Linked DNA regions of Mus musculus: region 2 is linked to region 1. Evidence: chromatin contacts called from public Hi-C data. All regions are on one chromosome and are shown on one strand. Each heading gives the region's core, a stretch centred on a gene start, on an enhancer-like site or on the middle of the called end of the contact. The rest is flanking DNA. Distances are from core to core; before and after follow the strand shown. Region 1 overlaps Nckap5 (NCK-associated protein 5). Region 2 overlaps Nckap5 (NCK-associated protein 5).

Region 1 (6,499 bases), core at 2,406-4,905:
GCTACCCTTTCCAGTGGACTGAAGTTTGACTCCTAGCACCCACATAGTAGCTCACAATCACCTGTAACTCCAGTTTAAGATGACCCAATACCCTCTTCTGGCTTCTGTAGGAACCAGGAATGCATGTGATATACAGACATACACATAGGCAAAACACCTATACACATAAAATAAAATTTTAAAAAGCAGCCAGGAGCCATGGCATGTGTCTACAGCCCCAGCAGTGTGAAGGTGGAGACAGGTGTGATTCCCTAGAGCAGGCTGGCCAGCACTCTACCCAGTGTAGTGTTCTCTGTCCTCAGTGAGAGACCCTGTCCAATAATAAGGGGATGACCAAGTGAGGAAGACTAAATGACTTCTGGATTCTGCATACATGTGCATTGTGCATACTTATAGGTATACCTGTATCTATAGGTATATCCGCACATACTCACTCAACTAAGTCCACATGGCTAGATAACAGAGCATTGCCCTAGACTGTGAAACTCACAGGATATCTCTTTAATAAATATATAACCCTTAGGTATAAATCTATGATCTTTACCCCTTTGATGACATTGGGCATTTTTCTATAGAGAGAGAATTTCCGGGACTAAATGAAAGTCATAGTGTAATATATAATGATCTGATTTAAGAGAAAATTTATTTTACTTTTCTAAAACCCTGTCACTCCAAAGTATGTATATATGTATAAATGTGAGTGCATATATGTATATGTGCGTTTATATGTGTATGTATATGTGTGTATGTATGTATATCTATCTATCTACCTATATAGACATATATATATGTCTATATATGTGTGAGTGTTTTGTGGTTTTTATATGTGTATATGTGTGTGTGAGAGAGAGAGAGAGAGAGAGAGAACCATTCATAATGATGCCTTTAAATTAAAGACAGACTTGATGTTTATACTCTGTTTAGCTGACACCAAAAGAAACCAGTCTGATGGCTTTTAGCTCAGTGTTTGCTCAGGTCTCTTTCCTGAGTGTTTTTTAGTTGTCATTCTGTACAGAAAGGAATCTCCCAATGCAGAGATGCATGTTTCATTTAGTTATGCTACTTATGCAAATTGTTATCAGTGGACTGCCTAGTTTGCCTAATTCCAGGTCACTAAAAAGTAATTCCTATTTAACTTTGGGGGAAATTTTCCAATTCTCATGAAATCTACTGCATTGAAAAGCTTATTGTGCTATTTTTTAGATTTATGTATGGTGTGTGTTCATATGTTTATGTACATTGCACAGAAGTGTGACTATATGTACATTTAGGTGTGGAGGCCAGAGGTTTGTTCTGGAAATCATCCCCTGGGGCTTTTCTATCATATTTATTGAAGCAGGATATCCCAGTCAAACCCAGAGCTTGCTGATGAGGTGAGTCTTGCTAGCCAGCTTCCAATAGAGATTCCATCCCAGCCTTTTGAGGCTGCAATTCTGGTAAGCCTACATTTCTGTGAGTTCTGGTGATCCAAATGAATGTGTCCTCCTGCTTACATAGCAAGCACTTTACTTACTGAGCCATCTCCTCAGCCTCAAGTTATGTTTTAAATTCTACTTGAGGATGCATCTACTACCAGGAGTAGTGATGGGAGAATAAACATCTTCAAATTGGCATTTCAGATGATATCCCCAGATCATTTAGAAATGGCAAGCATGCCTCCATGTTTACTCCAGCTTTACCCATCAGAATACCTTCCCTCTTCCCGAGTCCCCTTCTCTGACATAACAAAGTTTGTGATATTCTTTTTATTATATAGTGAAGAATACATTTTTGTCTATTTTACACTATCTGAGAATGCATTGCATTCTGGTTAGTTTTCGTCAAGTTGACCCAAATTAGAGGCAACTGGGAAGAAAGAACCTCAATTGGGAAAGAACCTTCATCAAGTTGGCCTATGGGCGTGTCTATAAGGCCTATGGGCGTGTCTATAAGGCCTATGGGGCGCTATACTATATTTTTTAATTGCTGATTGATGTGTGAGTGCTCTGCCCACCGTGGTTGGTGATTCCTCTGTACAGGTAGCCATGAGTTATATAAGAAGGCAAGCTGAGCCAGCCTTGGAAAACAATTCAGTAAGCAGCTTTCCTTCCTGGTTCCTGACTCTGCTACTACTCAAACTCCTGCCTTGATGTCCCTCAGTAATGGGCTATAATCAGAACACAGAGGTCAAATAAACCCTTTCCTCTCCGAGTTTATTTACTTCATGGTATTTATCATACCAATGGAAAACAAATTAGGATACTGTCTTAGTCAGGGTTTCTATTCCTGCACAAACATCATGACCAAGAAGCAAGTTGGGGAGGAAAGGGTTTATTCAGCTTACAATTCCATACTGCTGTTTATCACCAAGAAAGTCAGGACTGGAACTCAAACAGGTCAGGAAGCAGGGGCTGATGCAGAGGCCATGGAGGGATGTTCTTTACTGGCTTGCTTCCCCTGGCTTGCTCAGCCTGCTCTCTTATAGAACCCAAGACTGCCAGCCCAGAGATGGGCCCACCGACAAAGGGCATTTCCCCCTTGATCACTAATTGAGAAAATGCCTTACAGTTGGATCTCATGGAGGCATTTCCTCAACTGAAGCTCCTTTCTCTGTGATAACTCCAGCTGTGTCAAGTTGACACAAAACTAGCCAGTACAGATACCATCTCTTTCCAAAATGCCTTCCCATGTTCCGATTCTCTTGCCTTTAAGTGGCTCTGTGGTGTGTGTGTGTGTGTGTGTGTGTAATGGACATCCCTCCATTCCTATGAGATGTACTATTCCCTACCAATTCTGTGCTTCTTCTTCCTGACCTTCTCTCCACTTTCTTTCTTTTTTTCTCAGCAAATTCAGTTTTGCACACTCTGGGTTCAAGAGTTCCTGCAAAGGTCATTGGGAACCATTGATCACTGTTAAAGACAGCAATGGAGTTAACAAAGTCATAAAAGCACATCTCAGTTGAAAATTACTCTTTCACCTAATAAAGCCAGTTTCCCCAGGAGATGCTAAAGAATTAGCAAGACCCTACTAAGGAAACAGTGCCCCCAAGGTGCTGAAGCACATATCTCTGCCTGGGGTTGACCAGAGAGAATGGTTCCCTGTTACAGCAGGTCATGCTAAATTTTCAGGGGAGCAAGTGAAGTCATGTGTCCAGTTGAGTTAATAGAGGAATATAATGCTAGGAGAGTGTAATTATCCATGCTGGATTCTGACCTGGTTAACAGGGTTAACACCACAACTCTTGAGAAGAGCACGGGGGTCTCCAGAACTCACCCAAGATCTGGCTGGCTGATTTTACGTCTCAAAAGGTAGCTCTACCAGGAATACAGCACAGGAGATATTATGGGATAGATTAATTAGCACCTCTGAGCAAAGAGAAATGGCTGTGTTACCCTGGAGTTGGGTCTGTCCCCAGTAAATGTCACTTAAAATGGGCTTTAAAATGCCTCTCCCCTATCCCTAGGTGACAAAATTCTATTCAGTCTCTCATCCCAATGTCCAAGGTGGGAAAAATTTCACCTTGAGCACCAAGCCTGTCCGTCTTGTGGTTAGAATATGGAATGCCCCCCATAGGTTTGTGTTTAATCCTTGGTCCCCAGCTTGTAGCACTGTTTGGAAAGGTTGGAGAACCTTTAGGAGCAGGAGGAAGTGAATCATTGGGAACAGCCTTGAGGCTTTATGGCCCACTAGCAGACACTTCCTGTCTGCTCTTGGCTTTCTGACAGCAGAGGAAATGTAGACAGTTTTCTGTTCCTGCCCACCTACTTTTTCTTGCCATGATAGACTGTATCCCTTCAAATTGTGAGTTAAAATAAACTGCCAAGTTGCTACTGTTGGGTATTCACTCCTAGCAACAACAACAACAACAACAACAACAACAACAACAACAAAAAGAGAGGCATAATACAAATAATACAAAACCAGAACCCTGGGTTCGGCAGCCTCCTTTATTTGACTTTTTTTGCTTCCGAATAGAAGCTCTTTTTCTTTCACATCTGCTGAGTCATCTCTGTACGTGACTGTATGTCTCTCTACACCTAGAGAGACTTCTCTGCCCAACCCATTTCACCATAGTCCCAGAATTATCTTTATCATCTGGGCCCCAACTTGTCAGTGGCTATTTATGTTGAAGAGCCAGGCATAGTGATCCATATCTATAATCTCAGCATTCAGGAAGCTGAAGCAGGATAATTGCAAGTTTGAAGTCAACCTGGCAAATTTAAGGCCAGCCTTAAATACATACTGCATAGTGAATTCGGGACCCAGCCCTAGTGGTGGAGAGGCATCATGGTGACATACAAATTTGGGTGTATTCTTCCAAATAAAGAAAGCTGCTGAGAATGATGCTTCAGTTCTGTTGTGTTTGGGCTCCTTGAGCATCTCTCAGAAGGGAGGGAAGAGTGACTCACTTCATTGGCAACTTCAGGAAGGGTTCTGGCAGCACACAGACACTTGAGGACCTTCCCGCATCTCTCTCGGGTTGGGCTAGCTGTCAGAAGCACACTCTTTTTTGTTGTGTGTGATATGAAGGTTATGGGAAGGTGTGTGTGTGTGTGTGTGCACGCGCGCGCGCGTGCGTGTGCATGTGTTTGCATGCACACATGTGGGTATATGTGCACAGGCCAGATGCCAACCTCGAGTTTCTTCCTCATTTGTTTTCTGCCTTTATTTTTTCAGACAGGATCTTTTACTAAGCCTAGAGCTCTTTGATTGTGCTAGGCTGCCTGGCTAGTGAGCGGCAGAGACCCTTTTGCCTCTGTCTCTACAGTACTGAGATTTCAGGCATGTGCCACCTTGGCTAGCTCTTCTCAGTGAGATAGGGAGATGGAATTCCTCAAGTACTCTTGCTTGCCTAGTAAGCTCTTCATTTCTTATTACCAGTGTGAGCAAGCTCACCTATTTACAGATGGGAACCTCACTCTTCAGCTGAAGCTTTCTTGGTAGGAAAGATGATATTGGAGTCTATTGTCAACCTTTCACTTTTCCAAGTGGCTGAGAACTAAGATGAGATGCGGGGAGAACCTTAAGCTTGTTTATTGAGACAGTAATAGATGCACACAGGGCACCCAATTAAGGCTCCAGAGCTTTATAGACAGGGAAGATTTGAAAAGCACTTTAATGTAAAGAACCAGAGTGTCAGAGGGGTTACACAGCTAATTAGCACCGTGTCAGCGATCCTACACTAGGTTCCAGATACCTACTATAATGTGTACTGATTAAGGTCTTGCATTCTGTATTCAGGTTGCTTTTTTTCCCACTCCTGACTCTCTGGCAGATTAGCTATGCATATTTGGACTAGTATTTAGACCATTCCGTCTGTATTTTTCCATTTATGTAATGGAGTTGATAATCAAACTCTCTCATGGGTTTGCTTTAAGGATAAAATGAGATAATTCTTACAATAAAGTCACATAGTACTTGACATATACTAAGAAAAATACTTAGTAAGTAAGGCTATTTGCCCTCCATGTACTTTTCTAGAATGATTGGCAGTGAATCTCTATAGCAATAGAAAACTAAGAGACGCAGGATGTTAATTAAGACCCTGTTTACACTAATTTGGGCAGAGGACTCTGAAACTGAGTTAGTGCTTATCTGAGGAAAGAAACTCAACTTTAATTCCCCCAGCAGCTTTGAACAGCTTTCTAACATTTTACAATACGCATGATAACCAATATCTTTAAAATAAAATCTACAACAAAAATTTAGTTAAAATGATAAAATAGCCTTAATCATACAATAATTCATTTCGCTGTTTTTTAGGTTTGCAGTATATTTCTCTGATGGTGGGAGAAGTTCTAGCTATAGAATATATTATGAATGCATCTCTAAGAAGTAGACGCCAGCAGGTACAAGTAGATAGTAGGTAGACATAGATGATAGGTGACAGATGATAGATAGATAGATAGATAGATAGATAGATAGATAGATAGATAGATCCATCAATAGGTATGAACACATGCTATAGATATGTATTTTACTGGTTTAATCTCTTGAGTTTTTCAGTCTCTCCTCAAATATCCTCACATCTGCCAGAGCTTGTCTCACCTCCCAATTGATCCTCCCTAACATCAACAATATGGCTCTATGCAGTTTCTTTCATGAGTATCATTAACAGCAAAAACATATGATACATGTTTACAGGTCAGATTTCACCTGGATCATAAAGTTGTGCAAACCACAGGTCCCATAAATATCCTGTGTAGGGTACAGTTGGCTCCTGTCTCCCTTGTCTTCTGTGTTCATGTTAGAGGCCTATGAGAACCTAGAGAGGAAACTGTTTGGAAATGAAGGTATTTCATCTCACCCACTGTGGTGATCGTTCTGAGAGTCTGCTTGGATTGCTGAGAATCTTTTTGGCATATGTCAGTCAGTGTTTCCAGCTTGACACCGCGTCTGTCCACGACAGAACCTACTAGGTTAAGAGATATATTCTCAGAGCATATGTTGATCTGATGTAAACCACAGAGAAGTGTACTGAGAGAACAGGAGCAGGTGACATGGCATCATACTGGAATAG
Region 2 (6,499 bases), core at 2,948-5,447, 79 kb before region 1:
ATCACAAGAAAAGTGGGCATGTAGATCTCTGGGCTCACTGAACAGCCAGCCTAGCCTACTTGGTGGCTTCCAGTCCAATGAAAGACCCTGTCTTTAAAAACTAGGTATGTATCACCTAGGAAATAAGAACAGAAGTTGAACTCTAACCTTCACACACATGTCCACCTATGAGCACCCACACACGTACCCTGACATGAATACACACAGGCACATAAGCATACATAAAGAAAGAAAATATCAGCCAGTAATAAAAAAAAAAATCACCCACAGTTGCAAGGTAACTCAGTGGGTGACACTTGCCACCAACCCTGATGATTCAAATTCAATATCTGGGTCCCACAATGGGAAAAAAAAAGAATTCCACAAGCTGTCCTTTGACTTCCACACATGGGCTGTGGCATACCTGTTCGTATACACATTCATGCAAATAGCTAACTAAACAAACAAGTAAATAAAGGAATTTATAACTAACCAGGTATAATAAAAATGTTTGAAAATTCCTCAAGACACAGGATCCAGGCATTTTTAAACAAATAAACAAAACCAACCAAACAAAAATCCAAACCCCCAAATATATTTTGAGGATTTTGAGGAAGAAGTCATATAGAATCTAGTGGTAGCCACAAAGCTATAAGACATAGAAAGGACTGCTGTTTAATGACCTCACACTTGTGCACATACCAACATCCACCTCATTGGATGGAGGTTCTATGAGCCCCATCTCAGTTCTGCAGCCTCTTAGGTGTGCTTCCAGCCTCTTCTGTAGAGGCTTTCCAGCACCAGCATGGCAAGACAGAGGACAGGGTCCCACTCCAGCCATGCAGCTTTCGATGGATGGCCAGAGCACCATGCCTTGGAGCTTGCACTTGTACTATTTCATTGCATTTACTACTTGAAAATTTCTTATGTCTACATAAGACATTCTGGTTGTTCTCACCCTCTCTCCTCTCTCCTCCCTACACACCCCCTTCGACCCCCTCCTCCCTTATGTTTTTGTTTTGTTTGGTTTCCTGACCAACTGATTTAGATCAAGGCTTTCTGTGTAACCAGAGGTTTGGAACGAGCCATTCTAGCTGATGGGCTCTCTATTGGGTATATAACTGACGACGATGACTGCCCTTTCCCTGGTATCCATCAATATCCAGTAGTTCAGCAGGGAGGAGAAGAGCTACTTAGGCTCGTCCCTGACCCATGGTTACCTTGTGCGGGCGCAGTACAGGCAGCCACAATTGCTGTGAGATTATGTTAGTAATGTCTGTGTCATGCCCAGAAGACAACATTTCACAGCCTGTCTCCCTATTTTCCGGCTTTTATGTTCTTTCCTTTCCCTCTTCCAACATTTTCCCTGAACCGTGGAGGGTCCTGTTCAGAGAGTTCTCTTTGCTATCCCAAGAGCTGCTATTGCCCTCAAGGATTCCTATAGCCCAATACGTTACTTCCTCCTCCCTCCATCCCCAGCCTGGGCTAATGTACAAAGTAGGAGGCGATCAGAAGTCCCTTTGAGTTCCTTATGTCCTTAAACCTGTACATTTCCAGTTTGTCAGGGTGTAGTCCCCTTATTCCTGTCTTCTCGAAGACTTTAGTTAATACGGAAATATAAGTTATGTCACTATAGAACCAGATTAAGCAGGACTCTTTCATATCAGGTATTTGCATTATACTTCAGTAAATAGTAACCTCTATTTAAGTGCAGTTCCTGGGGGCTGTAGGTCTGAGATATTCAAAGTGCTTGGTTAGGCAAATGACAGGATAAGGAAGAAAGAAAACTATCAAGGCCACCTTACATAAGAAAGGGATAGTTTTGCATAAATGTACTTCTGCCTTAAAACTCAGAAGTGAAACAAAACTATTTTGAGCCAAATAATAGTAAATTTGAGACAGCTTAGATATTTTACCTGTGACATAGACAGATACCTGTACCCTTTTCATCTATCCACACAGCACCTAGCCTAGTCTGCAGCCCCGTGCGCAGGGCACAGAAGGCAGAAGGGATAGAGGATGCACAGGATGGATGATTGCTACTGTGGAGGTAACGCTGTATTGTGTTCATGCAAGGGAGACTCAAGGCAGCAGCATCCTCACCGCAAAGGAGGAAGGGCTTGGCTGAGTGCCAATGTTATTATAACTGTGCTTGTTTCCTTGGTTGTAAGAAGAAAGTAAGGCCTGTTCCACAGGCTCTTCCAATGACTTTGCTTGAATCAAGAACAAGAAGCAGGGCAATGGCACTTGCCAAATAATATCAAAGCCCAGATAGAATATACTTAAACATAGTGGTCCATAGTGGATCTTATCTGGATTTTGTAGATCACATTTTGTCTTAACTCCAAGACTGTATTTCTCAGACTAGAAATACAGGGAGTAACTGAGAAGCTCTAAGTTTCAGAGGTTTGAACAAGAGTAGAAATTTCTTTGTGTGTATGGGATAATATTTTTGTGTGTACTTGTGTGTATGTATTCACAACTGCATGTAATCACATGTGCATGGGTGACTCATGTGTAGAGTCCTTAAGCACTCCTGCATTTGTACACATGTGCACATAACAACACCCACTCATACATCCATGGACACAGCTGACCCTGCAAACCCATGCACACTAAATAAAAAGATTTCATGTTAAAGGACACAAGGATTCCTCGCAATGTATATATTAAGTCTACAGTGTTCTAGAAATGCTTTAGCTGAATCCAAGAGGCAACTGTGAGAACAAATCAGGTGAAGAAAACTCTGGCAAAAGGCAGAGGTAAAAATTGAGTTACTGATGACATGTGACTGAGAAAAGAAATAGAAACAGGGATTCTTTTGGCTTGAACCATAGATGTGCATCAGAAATAAAAAAATGAGAATTTTCAGTCAATCCATTGTAATGCAGAGCTGATCTAGGAACCTTTGAAGATATGTTGCAGCACAACTTTTAAAAATCAATTCATTGCAGACACTTCAGGACAAGACTCCATCTAGATCTACCTTGTTGGTTTTGGGTTATTATTGTTGTTAGTTTTTATTTCATACTTTATGGAGACCAAATCTTATATAACTCTGACTGGCCTCAAACTCTTCGTGTGACTAGTGAGGAGAACCTTGAAGTCTGGGTCCTTCCTGCCCCTGCCTACTGAGTTCTGGGTTTACAGTTATGTGTGGTCTGTGTGTGCTGTATACATGGTGCTGGAGATAAAAGCCAACTCAGGCTTCATGTATCCTAGCCAAGCAAATACTCTTTCTACTGACCTACATCCTCAGCTACCTCATTATCTTACATCGCAGCATAATGCTTCCTAGTATTGCCATGATCACAGCAGTTCATCATTTATTTTCTGTTAGTAGCTATCTAGACATCAAACAACACTGGGCCTTCTTTTCACATAGGTGATACTAAATGTTTTTAAACTCTTTAAAAAATATTTTTACGCTGGGTGGTGGTGGTGCATGCCTTTAATCCCAGCCCTTGGGAGGCAGAGGCAAGTGGATTTTTGAGTTCAAGGCCAGCCTGGTCTACAAAGTGAGTTCCAGGACAGCCAGGGCAATACAGAGAAACCCTGTCTTGAAAACAACCAAAAAATACTTTTTACTCTTTAATTTTCTCATACATTTATGCTATGTATCTCCATCACATCCACCAGCAATTTTTTCCCTCCAGCTCTCCCTAGCTCTCCCCACCCCATCTCCCTAGTGTTCCCCACTCCATCTAGTGCCCCCCACCCTATCTCCCTAGTGCTCCCCACCCCAACTCCCTCCTACTTTCTGTCCTCATTTTATTGTTATTAATAATCCACTGGATACTTTTTTAATAATTCATAGACATGAACCCAGACCTTAGTGCTTCTAAACAAAAATCCTCATGTTTTGAAAATGGATAATATCCCCCCCCAAAATAACTTATCAATGTCACTCTTAATTTCTTTCATCAACCCCCGAGGTAGAATGGGAGAATCTTGGTTTACCCATCACCTTATCTCTGGCGCAGTGTCGGCTCCACTCATTTTGCCCAGGATCAGATAAAAGGATGCTTGCTTTATCTTTGCTCTGCCACCCTGGTGCAGCTAAAAGCTTTTCAAGAAGGGGGAGGGACAGAATGAGCTTCGAGGTTAACAGGTTATGAAGCATTGTCCCAGCCAAGCCAGAAGCACTGAATCAATTTCCAATATGTTCCTCACAGAGCTAAAGTCCTATGCTCGGGAGATGTTATTGTTTGATTATAAAAGCAGGTGGAATTTGAAGAGAGACTTTCATGCCACCTTGATAAACAGTCTCTGCCTGTAACTCGATTGTGTCAACTCCCAGATGGAGGCGAATTATGCTTTCAGGTGACGCTCTGCCCATCTGAAACTTAGCATTAAGCTCCCTCAGCAAGAACTCATTGGGAGGAAACTCAGCCAGCCTGTGCAAGAACTTATTTGGAGTGGGTCTCCACCACCCCATTTCTAAGTGAACAAGTTGTATTTTGACCTGTCTCACTTCTCTGGCTGTTAACCTACTCCTCAAAACGTCCCTATGTTAAAAGCAGGTGCAGATAATTCCAGTTTAAATCAAGTGTTAGGAATACTCCCTTTCCTATGTGATATTTGTTAGTATTTAAAACAAAAACAAAACGAAGGCTCTTAGAGCTGGAGATATGAATGGTTCAGTGATTAAGAATATGTGCTGCTTCCCAAAGAATGCAAGTTCTGTTTCCTACACTGTCATCATGTGACTTACAACTACTTCAGATTTGAGGGACCAACTCCCTCTTCTAGACTCTGCCAGCACATACTCATGTCCTCATGTGCACGTGCACACACACACACCCCACAGTTTTAAAATAATAATAAAAACACTTCTCAGGACTAGAAAGGTGGCTCAGTAAATAAGATGTTTGTCATGTAAACCCAAGTAGCTGCATTCAGATCCACTTATATCATGTAAAAAGCCAGGTGCAGTGTTTGTAACTCCAATGCTGGTTTTTTGATGAGTGTGTAGAGAAAGTGGGCTCCCAGGTGCTTACCAGCAAACCAGTCTAGCCAAAACAGTGAACTTCATGTTCAGTGAGAGTTTTGTCTCAAAACATTAGGTAGTAAGTAGTTAAGAAAAACTCCTGAAGTCAGCCTCTGACCTCCACACACAACCACACAGCTGAGCCCACCTGTACATAAATGCAAAGAAGCACACACCACAGGTACACAAAAAAATTAAAACTTCTCAGTGCTTCTCAGATATGGTGCTATAATTTATTCAGATTTTTGCCTTCTTAAATTAGCATATGCATTAGTCACTTAGCACTGTGTCAGAATCCTTGAAAGGATAAAGCATGAGGGAGGAGGGCTTAGTCGGGCTCACAGTTTAAGAGAAGACAGTCCGTTGTGCCTGTTCAGTGCTGTAGCTGGTGAGTAGTATCCACAGCTGCTCATAACACAATACCAATTTTGAAGCAGAAAAGGTCACACCAGAACTTGATTGAGCTATCCATCACAAGGTCCAACCCCAAGCCACACTTGCTCCAGCTAGGTTCTAGCCCCTCTCAACCTCTCAAAAGTGTGCCACCAGCTGGGGACCACATAGTAAACACATAAGCCTATGGGTACATTTCATATTAAACCATATATTCATTGAGCAAGTCAATAGGTTTCATTCATTACTTTTTCATATTTCAATAATATTCTCTTCTCCCATTATGTTTGTACCTTCTTCTCTTCCCACTGGTCTCTTTTCTCTTTTCAAATAATCTCCCTTAAGCCTTCATGTATATTTAAATCTAGATTCTATGTGTCTAAATCTGGTTTATTTTATTTAACATAATAGTTTCTTTTATGTTCCCTTGCAAATGTCATCCTTCCCTCTTTCTTTATTACTGAATAATTATGTGCCTTTAGACATGTGTCACATGTTTATCTGATCATCTCAGACAGAAAGGCAATTTTAATATTATACTAGTTACTTTACATGTTACTGAGACATAATACCTGATTAAAACAACTTAGAGAAGAAGGAAAGGCTTATTGCATATTGTAGTTTGCATGCAGTCCATTGTGGTGGGGAATTATGGCAACAGGAGCGTGAGGCAGCTGGTCACATGGCATCCATCCACAGTCAGGAAGCCGAGAGGGATGGATGACAGATGCTCAGCTTGCTTCTCCTTTTTATGCAGTCCTGGATCCCAGCCTGGAAAGAGGAGCAGTACACACATTCCCAGTGGATCGTCCTATCCTAATAACCAGATCTAGAACTCCCTCACAGACAGGCCCAGAGGTCTCTTTCCATGGTGATTCTCTGTCTCATAAACTTGACAATCCAGGTTAACCATCACACATATTGGGGTCATTGTGAATAATGCCGCTGCGAGCCTGGGCATTCAGGCTTAGCTGCTACTGAGATACATGCTAACTTAGCAAAAATAAGGAGACATGTGGGAAAGAGGAAGCACTGAACGATGGGGTTGATGGATAGGTCAGAGAGTCTAAATGTATGGATTTTATACATTCATCTCTCTCTATCTCAGACCCATCAGCCATAAAGAGGAAGACTATT

Evidence for each region. A called contact is a pair of places that touch in the nucleus more often than the background predicts.
Region 2: a contact with region 1 is called in a Hi-C map of the G1E-ER4 cell line, with 2.5 times the contacts expected there. The contact joins two enhancer-like sites. A contact is called at or near these places in 1 of 484 Hi-C or Micro-C datasets (the G1E-ER4 cell line) and 2 of 9 other capture datasets (adipose tissue and liver).

The regions. Positions count from the first base shown.
Region 1 is chr1:125,923,672-125,930,170 of GRCm38.p6, reverse strand. All of the region lies in intron 16 of Nckap5 (NCK-associated protein 5), which reads left to right. Among named protein-coding and RNA genes, the nearest start is that of Lypd1, 15 kb to the right of the region's middle. Within about 2 kb of position 3,655, at least 4 of the 459 cell types and tissues checked have an H3K27ac peak or open chromatin away from gene starts, as enhancers often do. A contact at or near this core is called in the G1E-ER4 cell line, where this site is marked.
Region 2 is chr1:126,003,394-126,009,892 of GRCm38.p6, reverse strand. All of the region lies in intron 14 of Nckap5 (NCK-associated protein 5), which reads left to right. Among named protein-coding and RNA genes, the nearest start is that of Gm35562, 39 kb to the left of the region's middle. Within about 2 kb of position 4,197, at least 1 of the 459 cell types and tissues checked has an H3K27ac peak or open chromatin away from gene starts, as enhancers often do. A contact at or near this core is called in the G1E-ER4 cell line, where this site is marked.